Linked DNA regions of Sus scrofa: regions 2, 3, 4 and 5 are each linked to region 1. The links are chromatin contacts, called in public HiChIP or PLAC-seq and promoter capture Hi-C maps. All regions are on one chromosome and are shown on one strand. The core of a region is the stretch at or near the end of the contact, and the rest is flanking DNA. Distances in the headings are between cores, read along the strand shown. Region 1 holds the start of SLC25A16 (graves disease carrier protein). Region 2 holds the start of KIF1BP (KIF1-binding protein). Region 3 holds the start of DDX21 (nucleolar RNA helicase 2). Region 4 holds the start of DDX50 (ATP-dependent RNA helicase DDX50). Region 5 holds the start of STOX1 (storkhead-box protein 1).

Region 1 (3,871 bases), core at 1,011-3,510:
TCGAACCCGCATCCTAATGGATTCTAGTAGGGTTCATTAACTGCTGAGCCAAGAAGGAAACACCCAGCTATTTTTTACAACTCCTCATAATGTGGATTTTGTGTGTGTGTGTCTATTCAGGGCTGTACCTGTGGCATATGGAGGTTCCCAGGCTAGGGGTCAAATCGGAGCTGTAGCCACTGGCCTTTGCCACAGTCACAGCAATGTTAGATCCGAGCCATGTGCGACCTACACCACAGCTAACGGCAACGCCGGATCCTTAACCCACTGAGTGAGGCCAGGGATCAAAACTGCGTGCTCATGTATGCTAGTCAGATTTGTTTCCCCTGAGCCATGATGGGAACTCCATAATGTGGAATTTTTAAAATTCCTGGCCTTGGAGTTCCCTTGGGGCAAAGTGGGTTAAGGATCTGATGTTATCACTTCAGCGGCCTGGGTCAATGCTGTGGTGCAGGTTCAATCCCTGGACCAGGAACTTCCACATGTCCCCGGATGAGGCCAAACAATAACAACAACAACTAAAACAAAATAAAATTCCCAGCCTTGATGTTCCCTGGTGACTCAGCAGGTTAAGGTGGCTCCAGTCGCTGCTGTGGCACAATTTCCACCCCTGGCCTGGAGAAATTTCACCAGCCAGGCTGAGAAAACAAATTCCCAGCCTTAACAAAAAATTAAGTGATAACAACCCAAACAATCTGAGAGACATTATGAACCTTCTGGGCCCACAGTCACACCAATAACAGGGCTGCACCAGCTAACCGTCAAGCAGCTGTGGCACAGTTTGCTAGAATCACCGGAAGCAGTTTTGGTTGTAGACAGTTTTGCACAATTTCCTAGTCATTTTTAATAAGCTGTCCTCATACTACTCTGACATAAAATATGCCATTTGCAGCAACATGGATGGAACTAGACTCATACTGAGTGAAGTCAGAAAGACAAAGACAAATACCATATGATATCACTTATATCTTGAATATAATATATGGCACAAATGAATCTTTCCACAGGAAAAAAAAAAAAATCATGGACTTGGAGAATAGACTTGTGGTTGCCAAGGAGGAGGGAGGGAGTGAGATGGATTGGGAGCTTAGGGTTAATAGATGCAGACTATTGCCTTTGGAATGGATTAGCAATGAGATCCTGCTGTGTAGCACTGGGAACTATGTCTAGTCACTTATGATGGAGCATGATAATGTGAGAAAAAAGAATGTATACATGTATGTATAACTGGGTCACCATGGTGTATAGTAGAAAACTGACAGAACACTGTAAACCAGCTATAATGGAAAAAAATAAAAATCATTATATAAAAAAAATAAGCTGTCCTCCAATATTTGTTTTCTTTTAAGCAAACAGCAAAATCCAATTCTACACCAGTCGTTCATGGTCTTTATACAAGAAAGGAGCTCCCAGCATGTTTCACTGAAACCCTGGAGTCTTTGAAGGGAGTCCTCTATTTTCCCGGCTATCCAACCCTGAAGAATGGGTGCCCGGTTCAGCCCTTCCAGGTCCCCTACCGCTTCGCGACAGCTCAAGGCCCTTCCTCTGCAGGACCCTGATGAGATTACTCAATTGATTATAGAAAGAGGTTATAGCAGGTCCCGGCAAACACCTGGCAGGGCATTGAAACAGCCCAAGTCCGAGAATGTCATCGCGGCCGCAAGCACCCAACCTGCCCCGGATCCTGCCCCTAAAGCTCGGGGTACGACCAGGTCCTCCCGACGGACACCCACCTCCAGCCAGGAAGGAACGCAACCAGTAGAAGTCTCGGCGAGCGGCGGGTCCTCCGGTTCCTGCTGCCTGCGGCATCGCAGGAGGTGGCTCGGCCGCTGCCAGGGCCGCCGCCGCCGCCATCAGGATCAGGGCCGCGCAGGAGCTTTGGTCGCCAACTCACAGTCCAAGAGCCCTAGCCATGCCCAGAGCAGGCGGTGACAGGGCACCCCGCCGCCGTGCGGGCGGGACGGAATACCGCCGGCGGTGCAGCGCGGCGCGGGCTGATGGCGTACGCCAGAGGCGGGGCCTGGATCAAGGCCCGAAGGGGGCGTCACCTCCCCCCACCCCCACGTTGGACGTGTCCCCACGCCCCGGCCTCACCCAAAATCCCTGCTTCTGGCTGGAGTCACTCTTCAGGCCTCTTCTGTTACGGACGGAGGAAGGGAAACATGGCCAGCAAGAAGGTCCTTCCAAAACCCGCCACCTCAGAAAGTCCTCCACCGTCCGTTGACCTGTATTGACCACTGACCTGGAACCGTCCAGCGGGCTGCTTATGACCTTCCTAAAAATGAGCCCCAGGAGTTCCCTTCGTGGCTCAGTGGTTAAAGAATCCGACTAGGAATCATGAGGTTGCGGGTTCCATCCCTGGCCTTGCGCAGTGGGTTAAGGATCCAGCGTTGCCATGAGCTCTGGTGCAGGTCGCAGACGCAGCTCGGATCTGGCGTTGCTGTGGCTCTGGTGTAGGCTGGCAGCAACAGCTCCTATTAGACCCCTAGCCTGGGAGCCTCCATGTGCAGCGGGAGTGGCCCTAGAAAAGGCAAAAAGACAACAACAACAAAAAATTCCAGCCTTTGCTCACTCTTTCCAGGAACCTCTGAAATTGTAGTCTCTCCCACCAAATCACCTCTGCCTTCTCTGAGCTTCTCGCTGAGCCTGTTTCTGCCTCCCTAACGGTTCACCAGGAAGCTTCAATTCCACCCCATCACCTCTGCCAAAGAAATAGTTGCTGAAGCAAGTTCTTCTTTCTTTGGGGCTCTGTGAATTACACAAATACTTCTGACTTGCCAGGAGGTTCTGAATCTCTGTCTTATGCTTAGCACTCAAATTCCACCGCTCTACCCACTACCAGCTCCTAAACTCTCAGGAACTTCCGTTTCTTCTTACTAGCCCTACTGTATTACAAGACTGTACTTTTTTTAACCACCCCTTATGGACACTATTCTATTGCTATGAATCCCTCATCACTTCCAACTTGAGCAAAATTCATCCCTATTTTTTTTTTTTTTTGTCTTTTTTTAGCTATTTCTTGGGCCGCTTCCACGACATGTGGAGATTCCCAGGCTAGGGGTCAATCGGAGCTGTAGCCACCGGACTACTCCAGAGCCACAGCAACGTGGGATCCGAGCCGCGTCTGCAACCTACACCACAGCTCACGGCAACGCCGGATCCTTAACCCACTGAGCAAGGGCAGGGACCGAACCCACAACCTCATGGTTCCTAGTCGGATTTGTTAACCACTGCGCCGCGACGGGAACTCCAATTCATCCCTATTCTTTGTGACCACAGTTGTTCTGAACTTTTATCCTCTGTCAGAAATTATCACGATTTTCATTAATACTTACTCCAACCTTCACTATTATTGGCACTGGTCCCGTTTCTCTTTCCACCCATATATGCCTCTGCAAGGTGTTTCTAGCCACATTTAGTCATTAATGATGGGTCTAGATTTCTTTTTTTTTTTTTTCACTTTTATGGTATGCCCTTTTTTTTAAGGTTAGCTTTTAATGGATTTGATAGTCATGTGCAAATTTGATCATAATATACAAGAGCCAGTGTTTCTATAGAGCTATGTCTGAACAAGAACAGAATCTCAAAATACAGCATAAACCTGAACCACTAGACTTTTTTTGGCTTTTTTCTGCAAGTTGTCATATTCTGATCAAATACAAGTCTTGCTTCCCCACAGGTGCAGTGTTTCCTTATATGCTCAAGGAGTGGTATTTTAGATGCCTGGTCACAGTTCTAAGCATTTCTTGAGGGATGGATTAAATGGATTCAGACATCACAGTACATATTCATAGAGCAAAAACTTGTTCTCATTCTGACACCTCTTTACAACTAACAGAGATACAACATTAAGTTAGGATTTTTACCAAGA
Region 2 (3,871 bases), core at 844-3,343, 420 kb after region 1:
ATATGGAGGTTCCCAGGCTAGGGGTTTAATTGGAGCTGTAGCCACCGCCCTACTCCACAGCCACAGCAACGTCAGATCCGAGCTGCGTCTGCAATCTACACCACAGCTCACAGCAATGCTGGATCCTTAACCCACTGAGCGAGGCCAGGGATCAGACCCTGGGTCCTAATGGATGCTAGGTGGGTTCACTAACCGCTGAGCCATGACAGAAACTCCAGACAGGTAAAATGTTTATTTAGGAGTTCCCACTGTGGTGCAATGGGATTGGGGGCATTTCTGCAGTACTAGGATGAAGGTTAGATCCCCAGCCCACCACAATAGGTGGAAAGATCTGGTGTTGCCACAGCTGTGGTGTAGGTCACAACTGTTGCTCAGATCTGATCTCTGGTCCATACTCCATATGCTCAGGGTGGCCAAAAAAGAAAGAAAAAGTTTATTGAGTGTACAAAACAGTCATTTGAAGTTTTGTGGAAAATGCACTGGTAGGAAGCCAGACTGGCAGCAAGAGTACCTGTTAATAAAAGTAATTCAGGAGTTCCTGTTGTGGCTCAGTTGGTTAGGAACCCAACTAGTATCCATGAAAATGTGGGTTCAAACCCTGGCCTCACAGTGGGTTAAGAATCCAGCGTTGCTGCAAGCTGAGTCATAGGTCACAGATAAGGCTCAGCTCTAGTGTTGCTGTGGCTATGGCGCAGGCTGGCAGCTGCAACTCCAATTCAACCCAATTCCAGTTCAACCTGGGAATTTCCATATGCGGCCTTAAAAAGAAAAAAAAAAGTAACTCAGAAGATAATGGTCTAAACTACTGGGAGATGAAAAGTAGACCAATGTAAGAGCTCTTCAGGAGGTGGACTAGAGGTGGATAATATTTGGTTTTAACATTTAAGGGTAAAAGAAGAAAAGAGTGAGTGCAGGAAGCCATCAGCTTGGTGGATAGTAATGTCTTCACTGAGATGTAGAACATAAGAGCAAATGTGGTGTAGGAGGGAATGGGCATGTGAAGAAGAAGCTGATGAGTTCCAATTTGAACGTACTGATATACAGGAGTCAGTGGAACATTCAGGAGTAGTTGTTCCAGTTGGGTGATGAATATTACAGTCTGGAGCTCCAGAGAGCCATCTGGCCTGTAGACTGAGCACTGACATTTAAAGGATAGATATTTAGTTTTCACTTATTCCTTAGAATAATTCTGTACAGATAAGTAATATTATCACTTATGTTTTACTCGAGAAATCTGAAGCTTAGAAAATTACAAATTAGTCAATTTGAAGCAAATCTGAGACTCAGACTTGGTGTCTGTGAGCTTCCAAAATCAGTGCTCATTTATGTATCTCAAAGCACTTTATATACTTAACTCTTAATAGTAAAACCTCCAGCCTGCCCCCCCCCTCGCCAACCCCCCTGGTATTTAGTATTTTTTTTTTTTTTTTTTTTTTGGTGGCTCTCGAATGTGGAAATTCCGGCCAGGGATAGAAACTTGTTCATAGCAGCGACATAAGCCGCTGCAGTGACAACATTGGATCCTTAATTTGCTGGGCCGCAAGAGACCTCCCCCTCCCCCTATTATTTTACTTGATAATTTACGAGTTATGCAATGGAAAAAGCCTTGCTTGAGATGTTTTGTCACAGCTCTGGGACTTAACTCTTGTATTACTTTGGGAATTTGTACATGTCCCTACAACCTGTGTCTTCGGGGATGAAGTGAAAATATTTTTTGATCACTGAGTGCTTTTTACACTTATAGAACACAGATCCTTGTTACATTTATATCCAGGGACGGGCTGTGTTACATACTAACGTCAAAAGTTTTCTGCCTTTCAGCTTATAACAATTAACGATAGTAATTATCTAGGTATGTTTGTAAACGGTATTTGTGTTCTGTTAAAGTCAACCGATATTTTTATTAACTTTTATTAACTTCACAGGGTCAAGCAAGAGATGAACTCACCACCGTAGAGGGCGGGGCTGGAGGTGAGACTACTGTCTTTGACAGCTTCGTTTCCAAGACAACAGTTGCTACAGTGACTACCACGCCTTCCCATTGGTCACTGCCAAGCATATTGCGGTTCCTGTCGGACGTCATTGGGTACCGTTTTGCAGTGCGCAGGCCCGTCAGGGGCCGTAAGTGAAGTGTCGCAAAGCTGAAAGAAGGCGGGAGTCCCGATTGCAAACATTGAGGAGACCGAGGCTATAGAGGCCGCTATGGCGGATGCTCCGTGGGTCGAGCTTCGTGAGAAATTCCAGGCCGCACTGGCCCTGTCGCGGGTGGAACTGCATAAAAACCCAGAGAAGGAACCGTACAAGTCCAAATACCACGCTCGGGCGCTGCTGGAAGAGGTTAAGGCCCTTCTGGGCCCCGCGCCTGAGGACGAGGATGACCGGCCTCAGGCCGAGGACAGCTTGGGAACGGGGGACCACACCCTGGGACTGCCGGCTGAATTGGTGGAAGCCGAGGGCCCCATTGCCCTGGGGGCAGTGAGGCGGGCAGTTATTGAGTTTCATCTCGGGGTGAATCACATCGACACGGAGGAGCTGTCGGCGGGGGAGGAGCATCTGGTGAAATGCCTGAGACTACTGCGCAAGTACCGAATGTCGCAAGACTGCGTCTCCCTCTACATCCAAGCTCAGGTGAGAGCGTTCCCCGTCCGCTGCTGTCGTCCGTAGGCGACTTGGTTTAGAGGGGTCCCAGCTCGTGCCAAGACCAAAGGCAAACGTAATAAGACACGATTTGTCTCCGCGTTTTCGAAGCTTCGCGATAAGTGGCTTCCGAACTCCTTCTCCACGCCCATCACCCACTCCACCAGCTTCACTTGCTGCTTCACGTAGTCGTGGTCCCCGCATTGGTTCCCCAGATTCTCCTACATCGTAAATGCTCTTTCCAACTTTTCCCCACCAGTCCGAATCCTGTTCTATTATGAAAAATTCCCAAGTAATTTATGTCTTAATTTAAGGTTTTACGGAAATTGTAAAGAATAACCAGAGTACCTTCTTTTTTTTTTTTTTCCATGTCTTGGGCCGCTCCCGCGGCATATGGAGTTTCCCAGGCTAGGGGTCTAATCGGAGCTGTAGCTGCCAGCCTACGCCAGAGCCACAGCAACGGGAGATCCAAGCCGCGTCTGCAGCCTACACCATAGCTCACGGCAACGCCGGTTCCTTAACCCACTGAGCAAGGCCAAGGATTGAACCCGCAACCTCATGGTTCCTCGTCGGATTTGTTAACCACTGCGCCACAACGGGAGCTCCCAGAGTACCTTCTTAATTTAAAACAAAATATCTAAAATCTTCAGTTTCTGTTCTTTTCAGTCACTTATTTGCTTCCCAGGGAATGCCTGCCCATTCTTCAGAACCCATCTCAAGACTCACCTCATGTTTTTCGTAACGTTTTTTGGATTATTTTGTTCCAAAATGATCTCTTTCTCCTACCTTTGAATTCTTACGATACTTATTGTTTCCCATGTATATGGTACTTGGCTTGTTAAATAAATTTCACATTCTCGTTAGGAACATAACAGTTCAAAATGCAAATGGGTGTGAACTACTTGTGTCAGGTACTTTGCTTAAGTTAACTCATAAACCTTTACAGTTCCTGGTATGTGGGATTCAGAGAATATTTATCATAGTTGATCATATGGTAACTAAATCTCAAAGAGACGCCTCAGAATTAAAAAGGAAATTGTATAGGTTGTATTCTGTTATCATGGCCCCATTAAATTAAAAGCTATGTAATAACAGGAACGAAAAGATGTTGAATTCAAACAATATCTCAATTATTTGAAATTTTCTTTAGCCATTTGGCTTGGCTGCCTAAGATCTCTCTCTTTTTTTTAAAGTCTTTTTTTTTTTTTTAATGGCCGCTCCTGCGGTATATGTA
Region 3 (3,871 bases), core at 455-2,954, 390 kb after region 1:
ATTATTATTATTTATTTATTTTTGTCTTTTCTAGGGCCATACCCACGGCATATGGAGGTTCCTAGGCTAGGGGTCTAATCGGAGCTGTAGCCCCTGGCCTGTGCCACAGCCACAACAATGCAGATCCCAGCTGCCTTGACCTGCATCACAGCCCATGACAACACCAGATTCTTAACCCACTAGGCGAGGCCAAGGATCGAACCCGAAACCTTATGGTTCCTAGTCGGATTCATTAACCACTGAGCCATAATGGGAGCTCTTTTGTGTGTCTGTGTGTGTCCATTATATTAATTTTGCCAGCTCCATTATGCATGAGAAACTCGGGTTCAGATTAAGAAACATATCCAAAAATCAGAGCAAGATGATGAAGGTTTACAAGGCCAGGGAAGATTTCACATGCACGCGCGCGCGCACACACACACACACCCCCAACCCACCCCATTTTTTGCTGCACCTGTTGGCATGTGGAAGTTCCTGGGCCAGGGATGGAATCCAAGACTCAGCTGTAATCTGCAGTCTATGCCACATGTGACAACACCAGATCCTTAACCCACTGTGCCTGCTGGGGGATCTAAACTGCAACTCCACAGAGACATGCTGGACAGTTAACTTAATGTGCCACTGTGGGAACTCCTCAACCGATTTTTTTTTTTTTTTTTTTTCCCTTTTGAGGGCCGCTCCTGCGGCATATGGAGGTTCCCAGGCTAGGGGTCCAATCGGAGCTGTAGCCACCGGCCTACACCAGAGACACAGCAACACAGGATCCGAGCCGCGTCTGCGACCTGCACCACAGCTCACGGCCACGCCAGATCCTTAACCCACTGAGCAAGGCCAGGGATCGAACCTGAGACCTCATGGTTCCTAGTCAGATTCGTTAACCACTGAGCCACAACAGGAACTCCCTCAACCGATTTTTTAAAATGATTTCATGATGAATTGGCTCCCAGTTCTTTGTCTCACTAGTTCTTCACAGGAAGTTTAGCGATACTGTCACAGATTATTCAATATACCACTTTTCCTCAACTGCTTGAATTCGTATAGTGTCCACATTATGCAAGACTGAGAGCCCCTGTATTTTCTAATAGAGGTCCACGTGGTTTGGGGATCCTTTCTTCAGGCCCCAAGGCCGGTTCAGTTGCCTGTCTGTGCCTTCAAAACAACTGACACTCGTCTATTTCCACCCAGCCTATAAAACGTCTTGAAGGCAAGGCTTCTGTGCTGAATCCTAGCCTTGTTTCTCATACCTGACATGGTGAATGCTCAGGGGGAGGTACGGTGAGTGCACGCAGTAATGACCAGACCTGACAGAACTCCAGTTACTATCGAGGCCAGTGAGTCTGGGCGTCTCCTTTCAAGTGTGACGTTTCCACAGGATAACCAAGAATATACGTCCTGCGCATCTGCTCGTGAAAGGAGCTTGCCAAGGCTAGCAATCTAAAATAAAGCACTGAAAAGGCGCCACTCAAAAACAGCTAAAAATCTTCCAATATCAGGCCGAGGCTAGCGAAAATCTCGCCAGTGTTTTAACGACAATAAAGCCAACCTTTGCGGTTCCTTCCGTTTACCCTTCTGAGGGTGGCTTCTAGTTCAGGCACTGTAAACACTCAACTCACACCAGCCGGCGTGAGCTGCAGCTGCTTTGGAACCACATGTGCCGCCGCCTCCCTGGGGAACTTCCGCTTCCGCAGGATGAACTCTGCTACAGGAAGTGACGGGAGCTGGGTGGGCTAAAAAGGTTGGGCTCTCTCTTCCTCTCCACGCGGTTGACGAGATCGGTCGGCCTACCCAGCAGGTGCAGAGTGATGCCGGGGAAACTTCGTAGTGACGCGGATTTGGAGTCAGAAACCGCCACGGCAAAAGTGGAGATGCCGCGAAAGCAAAATGAGAAGGTACCACCGAGGGCCGAGGGACCTGGGGCAAGGCAGGACAAGGGGCTCTGAGATGAGGGGCCTGGGCTGGCGGCGCGAGGCGCGGACCCGACTTGGCCGGTGATCGGCGTGGGTTTCGGCCAAGGGGCGCGGGAGAGTGGTCGGTGCTCTCCGCGGGCGGTGGGCGCACTGCCCGGAGGTCCGGTGGGGGGGGCGATCGCAGCTGGAGAGCCGGCCGGGTGTCCCACGTGGTCTCTGAGTCTGGGCGCTCCGCACCGGGTGAGCAAAGTAGAACGGTCACGGTTAGGCCCCCACGTTTTGGCCCAGACTGATATCTCCCGGCGTGAGTGTGCGCGGAGGGAATTGTAGGTAGGGCTTTAAAGCTTTCAGCGGGGCTGGCCAGCCCATAAGGCCATCCGCACACGTGGGCGGCGTCCGCAGTGACATTTTTTTACCATAGTAGGGAGGTACTACTTGTTTTCCGGGAAGCGGCCCTTAGAAGATAAGTTCAGTCCCTCTTAATATTTTTAGCCATATTTTCCTTGGAAATGTAAAGACATGTATTGATGCTTAACTGCACACCGTGTGCAATTACCTCGATAGCTGCCTCCCGCTCTTACTTCCTTAGATAGCGATTTAACCTGTGACTGAGTCTCTGCTCTGAGATAAGGTCACTGAGAGCAAAGATTGTCCCTGAACTTGTATACGACTTAAAATTTTCTCTCCTTGCTGTTTCTGGGTCTTTTTGATGGGGAATTTCTACAAAAACAATGTTTTGGTGTTGTAGGAAGCCGAGGTAGCGCAGACTTGTGCTCACAGGTGGGGAGGAAGTGGTCCTGGTTTACCTGCCTTGCAACTTGTTAAATTATGGGATGCTGAAATTAGAAGGGACATGACCATACTCTATTGCTTTCCAAAGGAGACCACCGGAATTGGAAATCCAGCCTCGTTTGATGGAAGCAAGGGATGAAAGAAATAAAGCTTTGAGATGGAGGAGACCAGATTATTTTTCAGCTGTCTGAAGGATGGGTCGTGTGGGAGAGATTAAGGACAGAGGCTAGGCCTGAAATTGCAGGGAGGCAGGTTTCAGCTCAGTGTAAAGTCTCACTTCTGGAGTTGACCTGGGGCTCTGCTAGAGAGGTTTTAATAGAGGCTAAAACACCTTTCCAGTTGTTTTCAGTAATACAAAGTTTTCAAAAATATGAGAAGTTGGAGAGGGTCAGACATTTCAAGCAGGAGCCATTGTCTGGTTTGGTTCTGAGATTTCACTCATTCCGTTTTCTTGTAACATGTGCTTTGTTTTTCCTTTAAATTAGATATATCTTTTTTATTCACAGAGTGATATGTTGTGGGTCTTTATACGTTTTTGATTCGTAAAGTGTCTATGTAAACTCATTGGCATTTGTGAGGTAGGCAAGGCAAATATTATGAACCCCCGTTTTGCCTGAAGAGGAATTCTAGCAGAGAAAGAAATTTTAACATCCGTCTGTGGCTATACATGGTCTCATTTGTGTATCAGAATCAAATTAACTTGTTCTTGATCACTTTCTCTACTGTATGTTGTTGGAACATGTTGGAGAATCCCATGAGCAACTCCAGGTCCCTTGTGAATATTTGATTTTGCCACTTATTTGACCAACATGAATTGTATAGTTACCAAGAGGCATTCTCTTCTAGGCTTATGAAACTATTGGTATAGGCTTATTTCCATATGGCCAAAAAATGGTATAAAAAACATACTGTTTGATTTTTACCTTTTTGCAAGGTGAAAGCACACGTGTTGGAAAATGCCCCCAAATTGTGTCGTTGATAATAACGTGACCTTGAAATAATCCAGAATTGATGTATTACACAAGTGTATCAATACTTTGTTCATTGTTTGTATTGTCTTTATTAATTTTTAGAAAGGTAGAAAGGAGAAGCCAAAATCTAGTAAGACTGAAAAGGCAGAAGAAATGGAAGAAGTGATTTCCCCCAAAGCTAAAAAAGTTAAAAAGAAAGCA
Region 4 (3,871 bases), core at 514-3,013, 340 kb after region 1:
ATGATCTAAAACCAGAGGCAAGGGAAATCTTTATAGGACGTTGCAACAGAGCAAAAGATGAGGCACCCTAACAAACTGAGAAAGAAATTGTATCAGTGATTCTGGCAAGATATTTAGAAAACAAAGATTTTTCTAATAAGAGCAGATTTTTAGTTACTTGTACGTTTTAATAATTTATGGTACACCTTCATGTTCCTCCCAGTATATTTCATCATCAGTATCAATCTCTTGAGACTTAAAGAGGGACCAAATGTGAAAAAAACAGTTATTCATTTCCTCATCTCCATTCCAAAGTTTTCAAGTTTATACCCATTGAGAACATGTATTTAGCGGTACCCCTATTTTAGCTAAGCTACAGTTTCGTCAAGTTACTTATGACTCAGTTTAATTTACATACAATTGCCCTGCCTAACATAGACAGCAACCAGAGTTTTGAGTCAATGAATTTGGTGCTTAGGAAGGTAGGGTTTTGTACAGTCTTGTCCATTTTTCAGATATGCTGTATGACCTCTGACATAAAAACGAATGCTAAAAATAGTCTTGAGAGGCTAAAATATACTTCATCTGTGCTTTTCAACAACATACTAACATTTATTTCTATTATTATCCCAATTTTATACATGTGACATTCTTAGCCACATCTACTCCTGTGTTTTCTATGTACATCACAGCCTGTTGCAGGGCTACAAAGACTTCACAGTGATAGAATTGGTAGTGGGTGTGAGAGAGTGGGACAAAAATGTTTTAAAAAAGCACAGATCTAGAGATGCCTAGCTAGTCTCATAATCTAGGGAGAGAGATGCATTTTTCACTATCATTGACTGATACTCAATTTGTTGATAGTACTGAATCCATAAGGTAACATTTAGATAGACATATCACCTTTGACTTCAGGCCAATCCATAATTATGCAGGCCTGTAGCAATTACAAGCTTAACCTTTGTGCTTTCAGCTATTCAGGACTAATTCCCAAACTCCATGACATGTAGCAATCTGAAATTTTGCTAAGAGGTAAATTTGATGTTCAGGTTACAAGGCTGGTGTGCTGGATACTGTCAAGGGGTTTGTGAAATACCCCTGCACCTACGTCTCAATTTGACTTCTTGCTTTTCACTCAAAGAGTAGCTTGGTTGAAGAGATCATGAAGAGATAAAAAGAAACAGCTCAGAAAAGGGAGCCAACCATCCAGCACCAATGATGTTAAAAAAAAAAGGTATATGCTAAGGAGTTTGCCCCTTGTAGTATCAAAAGGTTTCTAGTTTTGTTCAAAGTTGTAATTTAGGAGCAGTTATCCCCGTAAGTAAAATCCTTTTATTCGCTGCAAATAAACAATTTGTCAGTGACATTCAGGCTTGTTTTCTCTAAATTTCTTTAGGTTTTTTTTCTACTTATTATTCTATGTTCATGGGAGCAGCTTTGGGAACCTTAAAGCTTGCAGGCTGGTGTGGCAGAGAAAAGACTGATTTCCTACTCGACTGTGCCACCAACTCTGAGACTACAGACAAGTAAATCCCTCTTAGGGGATTAGTTTCCTCTAATGGCAAATGGGGAGGGTGGAAAGGATCTACAGTAAGCAAGGGCCAACTTCCTTACTAAAACTTAAGACTTGAGAGAAGGTTGACACGGCCTAGCCTTCACCCCAAGCGCACCTAGCCCACTCCAGACCCCAAGACGCCCCTTCCCACCAACGCCGGGACGCTAGTCTCGCGCGAAGCCGTTAGACGTTAACGCCTCACCCCGCAATGGGTGGGGCTGATGCCTGCAGCTTCCGGCGGCGGGAGGCAAGGCCGAGCGTGGCGCGCCTCATCGGTTCTCCCGCCAACCCGCGGAAGGCGTGAGCCCCTCTCTGCTGCACTCGAGGGGCTCTCCGGCCCCAGCATTGCATGCTGGGAAGCCCGGAAGCATCTCCACTTAGCCGAGAAGAGCTATTAGGAGTGGGGGAGGGGAAGGGGGGAAAACCTGAACTTTTTATACTAAACAGTTTGCGCATCTTTTATAGAGATTGGTCAGGGTTTTACTCTAGAAGCCAATCACTTCAGAACAAGGGTGGACCAATCGAGAAGGCTCGCTTTCACTGGCTGGGAGACTGTGTCGCAAGGGAAGCGTTTAAAACGAGAGTATCCGGGATTATTTTCCCCCGCCGGTCGGTGCGTGTCCCGGAAGTGACGCAAGGCTCTGGCCGGTCGGCCGCCCTGCCCCCTCTTCCTTTCACGCTGTCGCTGCCTGTAGGTGGTTGTGGCCACCGTGCCCAGGAGGAGGCGACTGCGGCGAATGATGCCTGGGAAACTTCTCTGGGGGGACATTATGGAGCTGGAAGCACCCTTGGAGGAGACCGAGAGCCAAAGGAAGGAGAGGCAAAAGGTGCGCTGAGATGGGCCGCGCCTCCTTTTGGGCTGCGCCGGCTTGGGCGGGGAGGGGAGTCTCCCCGATGGCCTGTCACAACCCGGTCGGAGCATCCGAGGGCCTCTCTTCGCGCTGCCCTCGTACCTCTGAGGTCGCTCCGGGACCATTCCCACCGCCACACCCCTAACCTGGAGAAGGGCTTCGGCCCGGCCTCCCGTGGTCCTCCAGTCGTTCTCATCGGCGCCTACGAGATGGGCAGACTCAAGTTCTCATCGTGGAATCTGTTATTTCTTTCCTCTCCTTCCTTAAGCAGCGAGGCCTGTCATTTGGTTCTCGTTGGCCGTCTAGAAGATGATTAAGAAAAAATGATTGCTTTGAATAAGTGTTCCTTCTCCGTCATCCTGTCCTGTATGCGAGAATCTTGGGGAAAGCGATCTTAGGTTTACAAACCTTGATAACGGGTCAGTGGAGTAGTGAAGAAAAGTGTCACAGCCAACGTTGCCAGGATTTGGCTGTGATGGAGATCGTGTGGGTTGTATTATTAATAGCCTTTTCTGATAGTATTTTCATTCAATTCACAAATATTTATTGAGCCTAATTTATGCTAGACTCTTTGCTGGGCATCTCGGTGGTCCCTGCCCTCAAGGAGCCTGTTAGAAGAGTTGTAGAGACTTCCCGCTCCACCCCTCAAAAGAAAGAAAGAAATCTAGAGAAAAGGAAACAGCTTTAGAAGGTAAAGAAGCAATTCGAAAGCTGACATTTGACAAAAGAATGGCTGTATAGTTCCAGAGAGCAGAGAACCTACTCTTCTGACCTTATTACCAAGGTAAACTTGCCATTCTAGCCAAGGAGTTAGTATTTTCTATTGTGGTAAAATACACACACCATAAAATTTACCATTTTAAAATATACAGTTTTGTAGCATTAAACACATTCACACTGTTCTGTAGCCATTATCTTCATTCATCTCCAGAATTTTCTTCATCCTCCCAAACTCTGGGTGTGTTAAACACCAGCTCCTCATTGCCCCCTCTCCTGGCATCTACCATTCTTTCTGTCTCTGAATCTGACTGCTCTAGATAAGTCATGTAAGTGAAATCACCAAGCAGTTATTTTAATTTTGCTTCTAAAATACTTGGTCTTCTTTTAGCATCCAAATCCTATCCCTCTATCAAGGTTTAGTTTATGCCTATTAAAACCACGCCACTGTACACACAGTAATCTCATTCCCCCTTGGATTCTTTTTCCAGTGCTATCTTTCTCATACAATTAGCCTTTATGTACTTCCTTGTGAGGTTTTTTAAATTTTTATTTTATTTTTGTCTTTTTAGGGCTGCACCTGTGGCATATGGAAGTTCTCTGGCTAGGTGTTGAATTGGAGCTGTAGCTGCAGGCCTACCCCACAGCCACAGCAACACCGGATCCTTAACCCACTAAGGCCAGGGATCAAACCCACATCCTCATGGATATTAGGTTCATTACCACTGAGCCACAATGGGAACTCTTATGTACTTTCTTGTAAAGTTAG
Region 5 (3,871 bases), core at 807-3,306, 280 kb after region 1:
ATCCCAAAGATGGAATGTCCTAGAGAAGTTCATTCTCTAGTTTTCCTGAATAATACAGGCCATTCCAGTTGGAGGCCTACAGTTTTCCATGTAACTTTTAAGATATGTTCTATTTTGTAAGAGTTTGGAAATATTTGGATGGTAGTTGAACCTTTGGGAAAAAAAGTGACTTTTTTTTTTTTTTAAGGGCCGCACCTGTGGCATATGGAGGTTCCCAGGCTAGGGGTCTAATCAGAGCTGTTGCTGCCAGCCTACGCCAGAGCCACAGCAACACCAGACCCGAGCCGCTTCTGCGACCTACACCACAGCTCATGGCAACGCCGGATCCTTAACCCACTGAGTGAGGCCAGGGACTGAACCTACAACCTCATGGTTCCTAGTCGGATTGTTTCCTCTGCACCACAACAGGAACTCCATGACTTGTTGACTATAGTTGAAATTAAAAAAATTCTTTCTCCTTTCTTTTGTGAATTGGACTAGCTTAAATAAAATCAAGGAAATTTTGAACATCTGAACAAAGTTGTCACAGGTTAAGACAGTTCTACCTCATAATTTCAGGCCATGGGTCTACCTGCTAGCATCCTTGCAGGACAAACCCTGCTAGGAAGGGCCTGATGGTGTATTTCCAGTTCAGGTTCTTGGGACAGAGAATTAAGATCAGGATTTTTCATACCTGGCCACAGGTCCTATGATGGCTCTCCCTCCCTCTAGCCAGGTGTGTGGGCTCTCTGTTTTACCATCTATTAACTCTGTCCCCATGAGTATGCTGCCTCAAAAGAGATTTTTTCTTGTGGAAGATGGGCCTCAATAATATTACCCTTTTCAGACAGTTAATTTGAGGATAAAATTAGACCACACATGTAGAACTCTTAATATAGTTCTAGGAGTTCCCTAGTGGCTCACTGGTTAACAATCCGGACTAGTATCTGTGAGGATGCGGGTTTGATCCTTGGCCTTGCTCAATGGGTTAAGGATCCAGCATTGCTGTGAGCTGTGGTGTAGGCCAGCAGCTGTAAGCCCCTATTCAACCCCTGCCCTGAGAATCTCCATATGCTGCAGTTGCAGCCCCAAAAAGACAAAAGAACAAATATATACACACATATATATATAGTTCTAGGTGCAGAGTGAGCTGAGAATAAGTGAGAATTATCATCATGATTATTATGGAAAAGATGCTGCAGTAGCTGCTAGAGATGTGGGGATAAAAATCATAGTTCCTCTGGTTGGGGAATGCAGGAAAGTCATCCTTGATTCTGCAAGGCAAGTGCCATGATGGAGAGAAATCCATCATGATAGGGGGAGCTTGGCTCTCCCTATATAGGCCATACAGAGGGGAACATTTAATTCATTTGGCCTCTCTGCTATATTTATCCGTCTATCCATTCATCCACCCATATCCCAGAATTCAGATGTGAGAGGGTTGTCTCAGGTTTGCATACTTACTTGAATTGAATCTTGTGTCAGACTTATTTGTCATAGAGAACCCTGCTTTGGCATTTGTCTGACTCCATTCCTTACCATCTGTGTAACCAGGAAATACTTAAAAATTTCTTTCATTTTATTTTAGTTGATTTACATGGGAAATACTTCTCAATCTAATCTCACTTCAGTTTCTTCATCTGCAAAATAAAATAAAAATAGAGATACTAATAGTAGCTAACACTGAGCTGTGCAATTAAGCCCCCCCATATGGTGTTCAATAAGTGTGAGCCAAAACCAAAAAAAAAAAAAAAAAAAAAAAAAAAAAAGGAGTTCCTGTCCTGGCGCAGTGGTTAACGAATCCGACTAGGAACCATGAGGTTGTGGGTTCGATCCCTGCCCTTGCTCAGTGGGTTAAGTATCCGGCGTTGCCGTGAGCTGTGGCGTAGGTCACAAATGTGGCTCAGATCCCACGTTGCTGTGGCTCTGGCGTAGGCCAGTGGCTACAGCTCCGATTAGACCCCTAGCCGGGGAACCTCCATATGCCGCGGGAGCGGCCCAAGAAATGGCAAAAAGACAAAACCAAAAAAAAAAAAAAAAAAAATAAGTGTGAGCGATGGTTATTAACAACATCACCTATCATTAACCGTGATAATGATCCACCAGGGGCAGGGTACAGATCTCAAATTATTGCAGTTGTTATTGACGGCTGATTAACTGAGAGATTCGGAATCTGGAATGATTGCCCAGGTCTTGCCAAGCACCTTTGCTCCCTTATTGTGCTGATTGTATTTCCATTCCTCTCCTTTCCCTGTTCTTTCCTGGAGGAGCTCCCACCCATTGCCACGCTCAGGGCTCTAGCCTTTCTGTTCTTCAGCATCTGAATTGCCCCCTCGTTGTTCAGAGGCGTTGGCTAGAGTCTGATTGTGACAGGTCACAAGTTCCTCTCCCTTCACTCCTGGGGATTCCTTTCGGAATATCCAACCCAACCCAGGGCTGAATCGCAGGATTTCACCACGGCGCCTCGTCAGCCAATCCGGGTTGCGCCTTTGGATGACTTTCTGCCCCTTACCACGTTCAATCTATGGGACATCCCAGGAGCGGGATCAGACCCTAGAACCCCAGAAAATTATGGAAAAGGTCCCAACTCATTTTACAAGGCAGTAAACTCAGATTGGAGAGAGGAAGTAATATGTGTAAACTGAACAGAAGCAGACGGAGACTCAAACTTGGGTCTCTTGACTCCCAGCCTCGATCAGAGCGAGTCTGTCCCTCGAGGCCTCTTTTACTGGGGGAGATCCCAAAGCCAATGCGACAGCGGCCATCTCTGTCCTCTCGGCTCTAAGGAACTCTGGCCATGACCCTCGCACCACAGTTGGAGGCAGCTCCGCACGCCTTGGGCTTGGAAAAAACCCGGTGCGGGCCTTTCACGGGGACGAAAAGTTCCGCGCTGCGGAGAGCTGGAGGAGTGGGTACTGCGCGGGCAGAGCTCTGGCTGGGGTGTGGAGAACCACCTGGGAACTCAGCACCTGGAAACCCTACTGGGCGATTCGCGGATGAGAGCAGTGGCCGTCCCCAGGCCGCGCGTCCCGCCCCACCCCCGGCCAGCCGCGCACCTCGACCCCGCCCCCTGGAGCCCGGTTCCCCCGGCAGCAGCCGCCTTACGCAGTAAGCCGATCCCTCCCGCCGGCCGCTGCGGCGCGTAGCAGTGCGCTAGGCTGCGGGCCCCGGCCGCCGAGGCAGCATGGCCGGGCCGGTGCAACTGACGCCGGGTTCGCTGGCCCTGGTGCTTTGCAGGCTGGAGGCGCAAGAGGCTGCGGGGGGCGCGGAGGAGCCGGGCGGCCGCTCAGTATTCCGCGCCTTTCGGCGCGCCAACGCGCGCTGCTTCTGGAACTTGCGGCTGGCGCGCGCCGCCTCGCGGCTGGCCTTCCAGGGCTGGCTGAGGCGCGGGGTGCTGCTGGTGCACGCGCCTCCCGCCAGCCTGCAGGTGCTTCGCGAAGCCTGGTGCCGCCGGGCGCTGCGCCCGCCACGCGGCTTCCGCATCCGGGCGGTGGGTGAGTGCGGGGCCCGGAGGGGAGGGCCCCCCGCGCGAGTTGCGGGGATAGAGCCATGGCCGCGGGGGCGCGTGCAGCCGAGGGGTCCACTTCAGGGAGCGGGATCCGGCTGTGAGGGTGGTGGGGGTGAGGGGTTGGGAGGACAGATTGAAGGGCTACTTCCTAAGACTTTCCCTCCTGTTGGGACACAAACTTCGGGCCCGCAAGGTATGTCTGGGAACTGCCCTGGGCCATCTGCAGGATGTCTCCATTCAGCTCTTTTTTGTTTTGTTTGTTTTTTGTTGTCTTTTTTTTTTTTGGTCTTTTTGCCATTTCTTGGGCCGCTCCCGCGGCATATGGAGGTTCCCAGGCTAGGGGTCCAATCGGAGCTGTAGCTGCCAGCCTACGCCAGAGCCACA

What was found. Promoter capture Hi-C pulls out the DNA fragments that hold promoters and counts their contacts. HiChIP or PLAC-seq counts read pairs in DNA pulled down with a chosen protein or histone mark.
Region 2: a promoter capture Hi-C map of liver shows a contact between it and region 1, with 2.8 times the contacts expected there. The contact joins the promoter of KIF1BP here to the promoter of SLC25A16 in region 1. A contact is called at or near these places in 2 of 5 promoter capture datasets (fetal liver and liver), 1 of 47 Hi-C or Micro-C datasets (epiblast stem cells) and 2 of 2 datasets of contacts at active chromatin or transcription factors (alveolar macrophages and skeletal muscle).
Region 3: an H3K27ac HiChIP or PLAC-seq map of alveolar macrophages shows a contact between it and region 1. The contact joins the promoter of DDX21 here to the promoter of SLC25A16 in region 1. A contact is called at or near these places in 3 of 5 promoter capture datasets (fetal liver, fetal skeletal muscle and liver), 4 of 47 Hi-C or Micro-C datasets (embryonic fibroblasts, heart right ventricle, liver and 1 more) and 2 of 2 datasets of contacts at active chromatin or transcription factors (alveolar macrophages and skeletal muscle).
Region 4: a contact with region 1 is called in an H3K27ac HiChIP or PLAC-seq map of alveolar macrophages. The contact joins the promoter of DDX50 here to the promoter of SLC25A16 in region 1. A contact is called at or near these places in 2 of 5 promoter capture datasets (fetal liver and liver), 3 of 47 Hi-C or Micro-C datasets (embryonic fibroblasts, fetal heart ventricle and heart right ventricle) and 1 of 2 datasets of contacts at active chromatin or transcription factors (alveolar macrophages).
Region 5: a promoter capture Hi-C map of fetal liver shows a contact between it and region 1, with 4 times the contacts expected there. The contact joins the promoter of STOX1 here to the promoter of SLC25A16 in region 1. A contact is called at or near these places in 3 of 5 promoter capture datasets (fetal liver, fetal skeletal muscle and liver), 12 of 47 Hi-C or Micro-C datasets (embryonic fibroblasts, fetal skeletal muscle, heart right ventricle and 6 more) and 2 of 2 datasets of contacts at active chromatin or transcription factors (alveolar macrophages and skeletal muscle).

What each region holds. Positions count from the first base shown.
Region 1 is chr14:71,649,081-71,652,951 of Sscrofa11.1, forward strand. SLC25A16 (graves disease carrier protein) reads right to left here and starts at 2,261. Exons shown (of 9, transcript XM_021072451.1): 1 at 1,734-2,261. The coding sequence starts at 1,854.
Region 2 is chr14:72,069,786-72,073,656 of Sscrofa11.1, forward strand. KIF1BP (KIF1-binding protein) reads left to right here and starts at 2,094. Exons shown (of 7, transcript XM_001928810.7): 1 at 2,094-2,628. The coding sequence starts at 2,203.
Region 3 is chr14:72,038,281-72,042,151 of Sscrofa11.1, forward strand. DDX21 (nucleolar RNA helicase 2) reads left to right here and starts at 1,705. Exons shown (of 15, transcript XM_005657387.3): 1 at 1,705-1,889; 2 at 3,773-3,871. The coding sequence starts at 1,803. It overlaps LOC106508089 (a long non-coding RNA gene), which reads right to left and starts at 1,673. Exons shown (of 3, transcript XR_001304647.2): 1 at 1,245-1,673.
Region 4 is chr14:71,987,374-71,991,244 of Sscrofa11.1, forward strand. DDX50 (ATP-dependent RNA helicase DDX50) reads left to right here and starts at 1,764. Exons shown (of 16, transcript XM_005657388.3): 1 at 1,764-2,361. The coding sequence starts at 2,272.
Region 5 is chr14:71,925,331-71,929,201 of Sscrofa11.1, forward strand. STOX1 (storkhead-box protein 1) reads left to right here and starts at 2,057. Exons shown (of 4, transcript XM_001928627.5): 1 at 2,057-3,473. The coding sequence starts at 3,164. LOC106508088 (a long non-coding RNA gene) reads right to left here and starts at 3,172. Exons shown (of 3, transcript XR_001304645.2): 1 at 3,085-3,172; 2 at 1,444-1,619.